Regions from separate parts of the Mus musculus genome. Here region 1 is linked to region 2. The links are chromatin contacts, called in public Hi-C maps. All regions are on one chromosome and are shown on one strand. Each heading gives the region's core, a stretch centred on a gene start, on an enhancer-like site or on the middle of the called end of the contact. The rest is flanking DNA. Distances are from core to core; before and after follow the strand shown. Region 1 overlaps Chn1 (chimerin 1). Region 2 holds the start of Chrna1os (cholinergic receptor, nicotinic, alpha polypeptide 1 (muscle), opposite strand).

Region 1 (3,636 bases), core at 751-3,250, 47 kb after region 2:
AATTAATAGCACACACACAAAAATGTCTGCATATAATGCACAGCAAAAATATTCAGTTTGATAATAGGGTAAGAGAAATGAGTGTAATGCAGTGTAAATTCTGGTCATTATCATTTTGAAACAATTTACTTCATAATATAAGAAGGGCAGAGTCTTATGCATCTCAGGCTGATCTTGCACTCACAAATGCACTAAGTATCACCTTGAACTCCTTAGCCTTCTGCTGTCCCCTCTGCTGGGACTGCATGTGTATGACACCAGGCCTGGCTCTTTGAGGCCCTAGGGATTGAACCCAGGGTGTTGAGCATGGTAAGCAACTACTCTACCAACTGAATCACATCCCCAGCCCTGTTAGCATATTCTGAGTAAAAGCCTTATGCTAAAAGACATGAAAGATGCTTCAGTTTTAAAAATTAAATAGCCCAACTTTAATGATAAACATATTTATTGTTTAGAGCAAATACTACATATTTAAATTTTAAATAATATTTTTAAGGCCATGCTATTAGGTAGTCTGGGAAGTTTTGAGAACAGTGGTTCTGTACCAATAAATTTCACATGATGTGAATTATTATTTCATTTAACAAAATGTAACAAATTCCTGCACTGTGCATATACATACATAAACATTGGTGGGACAGAGAAAATTACATTTATTCAGGGGTATCAGGATTCTAATTTGGGGAAACAAATTTAAATTATCTTTAAAATGTGCTTTTATATGTCAAGAATTTTTTTTTCCTTTTTTGGTTTTTCGAGCTTGAATTTCTCTGTGTAGCCCTGCCTATCTAGAACTCACTCCGTAGGCCAGGTTAATCTCAAACTCAGAGATCCACCTGCCTCTGCCTCCCGAAGGCTGGGATTAAAGCCATGAACCAATAGGCACAGCTCAAGAATTTCTCCATTGCTGTTTTTTTTAAAATAATTTATTTTTATTTTTATGTGCACTGATATTTTGCTTGCATATGTGTGAGGCTGTTGGATCCCCGGAACTAGAGTTACAGACCATGTGGGTGCTGGGAATTGAACTCAGGTCCTCTGAAAGAACAGTCATCGTTCTTAACCACTGAGCCATCTTTCCAGCCCCAAGAATTTCTTTTTTTACATGTAAATGTAGGTTTCTTTCTTGTCTGTGTATGAGTGTTTTGCCTGGTGCGCACAGAGTTCAGAAGGCGGCACTGGGTTCCCCTGGCGCTAGAGCTTCAGATGGTTCTGAGCCACCACATGGTGCTGGGAACAGAATCCAGGTCCTCTACGAGAACAACGAGTGCTGCTAACCTCCGAGCCGTCTCTTTAGCCCACCACACCGAGTGTTTCCTAATGAGGAACAGTTCATCTAAATGCAAACCTAAAACACCATCATCATTTTTCACAGAAAATATTTGTTACATTCAATATCTTTATGTGTCACAAAGAAAACATTAATGACTAAGTGCTTTTTTGGAATTTGATAATCATCTTTGAACATAAATTTGCAGACTTTCTTTTTTTACAGTTTTGACTGATTTAAAAAAAAAACTTAGTAAGGACAACTCCATTTAACAAGTCAGCTTTAAAATATGTTGTTTCCTAGGCAACATATGTCCTTGTACACTGCTTTAAAAAACCTATAGATGTAGTTAAGCAACACCAAGGGCAAATGCTGAACATAACCACCTTGCTTTCATCTCCTTCTTAGAGCTTCTGAAACAAGCTGGCCTCTTCCTTTTGGGCACTTAAACATACCCCTACTGCTCTGCCTAGCCAGTGGGAAGCAAAGGGCAGACAACAAGCCAGTCTTCACCGTGGCAGCTGACGGAATGGGGAGAGGAAGCGCTTACCTGCACATTTCACTCCCTGAGCAATGAGGCCCCACATGAAGTTGGCACAGTATTCACACCAGTGTGGCCCTCGGAACGTATGCACCTGAAAAATGGGCAAAGTGGAGAAAGGGGAGAGAGACATCTGTGAGGAGGCTGTCGTGTATCAATCAAAGCAGCACTACACAAGCCATACTGAACTCATGCAGCACGCTACATTTAGAAAGATGTGACTGAGTGGAATGACAAGTGACAGTTTTTTCAGAGCTTCATTTCTTCTTTTAGAAGCGATGACACATCAAATCGATAGACTGCAATTTCCTTCTGGAAACAATGTCTACCATGGAATTTTCCAATGAGTCTCCTCAGGCACAAGTAGCCTCCTCTGCATGCTAGGCAAACACTGGCATGTCTGAGGGCAATGGCTTAAAGGGTAAGAAGCAGGGTTGACAGTGTCTTGAATCTAAGAATTTCGTCAGATGATCCAGCTTCTGTGGCAACAGTAAGTCACAAATCTTAAAGTGACACTGGGAGCAACTGAATCACAAAAAAGAGTCAATTTCTCCAAAACATTTGATATTTACTATGTTAACAAACAACAGCACTTCATACCTACAAAAGCTACAGTTAATGAGAAACTGAAAGCTGGCATTTCAGGTCTGTGATGTCACACTGTCTCTCACAGACTTTTATGCATAGGAAAAGTAAAAGATTCTAACGCTGGTGAAAAATATTACCAGAACAGAGAAGCCATGAATCTGAACTCTACACATTAAATAACAAAATTAGAAAACAATCTAGCCTCGTGTAGTGGCCTGTGCTTTTAAAATCCCAGCACTGAGGAGGCTGAAGCAGGCGGTTCTATGATTTTCCACTCAGCCAAGGCTACATAGTGAACCAATGTCTAAAAAATTTATAATACACTTGTGCGCGCGCGTGCACGCACACACACACACACACACACACACACACACACTCATATATTTAAAGATAAATATATATCTGAAAGTCATTTATATAAATATATATTTAAATATATAGAAATATATTTTTTAAAGTTTTGGGCAAATTATGGTTGAAAATGCACTAGAGAGAGGATACAGGTGGTCAGTTAATTTACTGCCAATTAGACTTAATTAAGGTAATTTTTCTCCTGTAGGAAACAGAAAATATGGCAAAAATCACCAAGAGTGATGATTTCAATGTGTGAATTTACCAAAACAATTCTGTAAAGAGTAAAATGTAGCTAAAAAGGTTATTTTTCATAACTGTGATATTAATTTATTAAATGGGACTCAGAAATAAACTAATGACTCTAGGATATGAATATGTATTTGTGTATATTTTACACAGATGTATTATTTCTTCAAGGCAAAATGTCACAAGTATAACGTATTTCATTCAGAAAAACTATGCTGAGTGAATCACAAAAACACCACCGATTATAAGTTAAAAGATATTGAAATATCAAATAAAATACCCCTAATATATTCAGTGAAATATAGTATTCAAAGTGCTAGATAGAAGTGGTAAAAATATCCCTATGAGGCTGAAATGGATACTCCATAGTTCATTCTAAATAGGTGTGTGTTTGTGACTATAGCAAGCAAGCTTGAGTGAGGACCAGGTCTTGTGCTATTTTTTTTTCTTTTTTTTTGAGACAGGGTTTCTCTGTGTAGCCCTGGCTGTCCTGGAACTCACTTTGTAGACCAGGCTGGCCTCAAACTCAGAAATCCATCTGCCTCTGCCTCCCAAGTGCTGGGATTAAAGGCGTGCGCCACCACCGCCTAGCTTGTGCTAATTTTGAAAAGGAGGCTGTAATTCCTCTTACATCTTT
Region 2 (3,608 bases), core at 234-2,733:
GGATGTAGGGGAAAAATTGAGGTGGGGCCTTCTTATTTTCAAGAGGAGAATTCACAACGTATTTGCATGAAGATCACAATGATCCAGTAACAGTGAGTGTGTAGCCAAGAGCAGGAAGAAAAGAGACGTATCCAGTGGCTCTAGATTTTTTTTTTTTTTTAGTATACCATAATTTGCTTAAGCAACTCTTATCTTTGGATACTTGGGCAGCTTTCTTTATATCTCCGTGTGCATTAGCTTGTATAAAAAAATCATGCGGTGAGAATCTTTATACATACAGATCAGCCCACTGGGTTACACTCCCCCCAAGGCAGAAGTGCTTAAGTAACTTCAGTGCATACCAAATAGCCTGAGTCTCTATCTAGAACTTAGGAGGTCTCTGAGGCCCCTTTTATTGGAACTGTTCCTTTGACCCTACCACATTGCACTGTGATGTCAATTCTGCAGTTGATCAACATCTGTCTCTTCTACTGGACTTTACAGTGACAAGAGTCATGCCTGGGTCTCTTTGCTCTTGGTTGTTGCTTCAGCCTGTGGAGGATGGAGAGTCAGTAAGTCGTTGTTGCTGAGGGGTAAGTGGAAGTAAATTATAATTCAAGAGTAGAGTGGCAGGGTGTGGTAGCTCAGCCTGGAATCCCACCACTGCAGAGGCTGAGGCAAGAGGATTACTGGTTCCAGGTCAGCCCAGGCTATTGTCAGACCTGTATCAAAATAATAATAGACTAGGATAGATTGTACTGCTTGCTTTTATTTGAGGCAACAATGAGAATGTGACCCTCATTCTATCAATAACGCCAGTGCCATTCTGGGTCCCTCCAAAGTGTTTATGACTGACTAGTGAATGAATGAAAGAGAACATATCTATAAAAGCTCATCAAACGACATGATACAGAAGCAATCAAAAGCTGAGTTTCACTGAGTTTCATGGTTTGATGAACGGATTACAGTGGATCTGTCACTTCTATCCCCATTCACATATTACAAAGTTTATTCTTTATTAGATTTTTATATTATATTGTTACATAATTTCATGTATGTATACAATGTATTTAGGTTACACCTACTTCCAACCCCCACCCTCAACTCCTCCTGTGCCCATCCTCTTCCCAAATTCACATCCTATTCTTTTAAACAAAATTACAACCCAACCTAATTAGTGCTGCCTATGTCCCACCCGAATTTTAATTTTATTTTAACTGAGACGGGGTCCCTGCCTAGCCTGGAACTAGCTATGCAGACAAGACTGAACTTGAACTCACCTACTTCTGGGATAAAAGTCCTGTGCCACCACATTTGGGGCTCCTAGGAGCCCCCACCCCCACCCCCGCCCCTCAACCCGTGAAACATCCTTGTGCAGTGCTGTGCAGCAGCCCAGCGGCCAGCAGGTGGCAACAGACGGTCATTGAAGTGGTGATCCAGCCGCAGAGCCCTCTCTGAAAGGGCCGCCCCCCCCCCCCCCCCCCGCGGGGCTCTGAAGCCTTTTGCTATCCACAAGCGGAAACACCAAGCAAGCCAGCCTAGGACTCCCCTCAGAAGGGTCTCAGCAAAAGTCCAGCTCAGCTCCTGACATTGTGCGGCATGAAGTCCGGAGGAACTGAACAGTCGGAGAGCTGGCTGCAATGAATTTGACGGTTTGTTTTTTTTTTTTTCCCAAGGCCGACAAATCTTATCCAGGAATCTGCCTTTATCTTGGTCTGTCGGAAATGCTCGGACTTTTAAATTCTATTTTGTTATTGTTTGGAATTTTTGTTGTCAGACAGGGTCTTTCTATATGCTCCAAGCTAATCTGCAATTCCCCGGCCTCATTCCCTGAGTGTTTATATTTACAGGTATGTGCTGTGCTATCAGACTCACCTCCACCCCCAAACACACAGACAAGCTCTGAACCATGCACTTCAAGTTGATAGTTTTGTGATCAAATGGATCACACAGTGCTTCCTATGAGACACAAGCCAGATTCTTCGATTCTTTCGCGGCCTCTGAGTCTTGGAGCTGTGGTTCACAGCAGTAGGCATGGCGGTCCTATCTAGTTACAAGCTCTCCCTTTCTGAGAGCGGAAGAGGACATCATCCCTGAGTCAGGGAGAGAGTCCTGACGTCTCCCTTTTCGCTCTCCTCAGCGGAGTGGTGTTACTGTTGGGATTCAGACCCAGAACAAGAAACTGGGCTGAATATTTAACATACCAAAGTGGACCTGGCTTCCGGGTTCTCCCAGCATCCCTCAGTACCTACCTGGCAAAGCATGCCCTCTACTCTAAACTTCCCAGCCCAGAGGTTGGGCTTCCCCTCCCCCCAGAGGCTCTTCCCTTTATGAATCAGACATTCCGCTCTCCGCCCTTCTCTCTTTTCTCCCTTTCTCTGTGCGAGCTTTCTCTCTTTCTCTTCCTCCCTCCTCCACTCCCCCCACCCCCTCTGTCTCCCTCTCCATGGCGACTTGGCCTCATTTCTTGGAACCAGTGATCTCTCCTGTGTGCAGTTTCCCAATAAACCTGCCTTTATAAATATCGCTAATCTGGCTTGAATTGGCTCATTTCTCCGCCAGAGAAATAATTTATCAGTTACCTGTGATGTGTCCGAGTTCACTTAGACTACAAGTTGCAGACAAGCCAGAATTTGATGTTTCTTTGTGTGTATATATGTTCATGTGTGTGGTCTGTGTGTACACATGTATGTATGTATATATGTATGTTGGGCAATTGAAGGCCAGCTTTCTCAATCACTCTTCACTGTCTTTCTTTCTTTCTCTCTTTCTTTCTTTCTTTCTTTCTTTCTTTCTTTCTTTCTTTCTTTCTTTCTTTCTTCTGGCTGTTCTGGATATCGCTTTGTAGACCAGACTGGCCCTGAACTCAAAGAGACCCACCTGACTCTGCCTCTGGGGCGCTGGCATTAATGCTGTGTGCCACCATGCCTAGTCACACCTTCCTTGAGATAGGGTCTTTTACTAAACCTGGAACTCAACGATTAAGCTAGATTGGCAGGTCAGCAAACTGCATGGGTTCATCTGTCTCTACCTCCCCGGCTCTGGGATTACAGACACAGGGCACCATGCCCAGATGCCTATGTGGATGCTAATGATCTGAAACCAGGTCCTCTTTCTTGTGTGGCAAGTACTTTACTCACTGAGCCATCTCCCCGGCTCCAGAATGGGACGTTTCTGATGCCAGTTCTGATGTTCCTGGGTTAGCATCCAGAGCGCAGGCAGAGCAAGCCATAGGAGCAAGCCAGTAAATGGCACCCATCCATGGCCTCTGCACCAATCAGCTCCTGCCTTGAGTTCTTGCTCTGTGTCAGTTCCTGTCAGTATTCTCTTTGAAAATGCACTATTGTATGCAGAACCCTACGCTGAAACAAACCCTTTTGTCCTCAAGTTGCTTTTGGTCATGGCACTTTATCATAGCAATAGAAACCCTAACTAGGACACCAGTGACTAGAAATTATAGCTGGGTCTGGCCCCTTGGATAATGCAGGAAATGCTTTGATGGGAAAGTACTGTTCCGGCTGGCTCTTCATAGTCCCTGGATCAGGCACAAACCAAGAAGAGGGAGTCTCCTGTGGCAACCGAAGAGTGCCCTGCAGAGTCTCAGTAACTGCCATCTGCAAAAACAGGAC

Evidence for each region. A called contact is a pair of places that touch in the nucleus more often than the background predicts.
Region 1: a Hi-C map of cortical neurons shows a contact between it and region 2, with 2.3 times the contacts expected there. The contact joins the enhancer-like site here to the promoter of Chrna1os in region 2. A contact is called at or near these places in 7 of 39 promoter capture datasets (the SN4741 cell line, cranial neural crest, embryonic stem cells and 4 more), 4 of 484 Hi-C or Micro-C datasets (cerebral cortex, cortical neurons, embryonic fibroblasts and 1 more), 2 of 115 datasets of contacts at active chromatin or transcription factors (embryonic stem cells and neural progenitor cells) and 3 of 9 other capture datasets (adipose tissue, liver and pancreatic islet).

The regions. Positions count from the first base shown.
Region 1 is chr2:73,629,926-73,633,561 of GRCm38.p6, forward strand. Chn1 (chimerin 1) reads right to left here. Exons shown (of 13, transcript NM_001113246.2): 8 at 1,821-1,905. Among named protein-coding and RNA genes, the nearest start is that of Chn1os3, 35 kb to the left of the region's middle. Within about 2 kb of position 2,001, at least 11 of the 459 cell types and tissues checked have an H3K27ac peak or open chromatin away from gene starts, as enhancers often do. A contact at or near this core is called in adipose tissue and cortical neurons, where this site is marked.
Region 2 is chr2:73,583,377-73,586,984 of GRCm38.p6, forward strand. Chrna1os (cholinergic receptor, nicotinic, alpha polypeptide 1 (muscle), opposite strand) reads left to right here and starts at 1,484. Exons shown (of 2, transcript NR_153820.1): 1 at 1,484-1,631.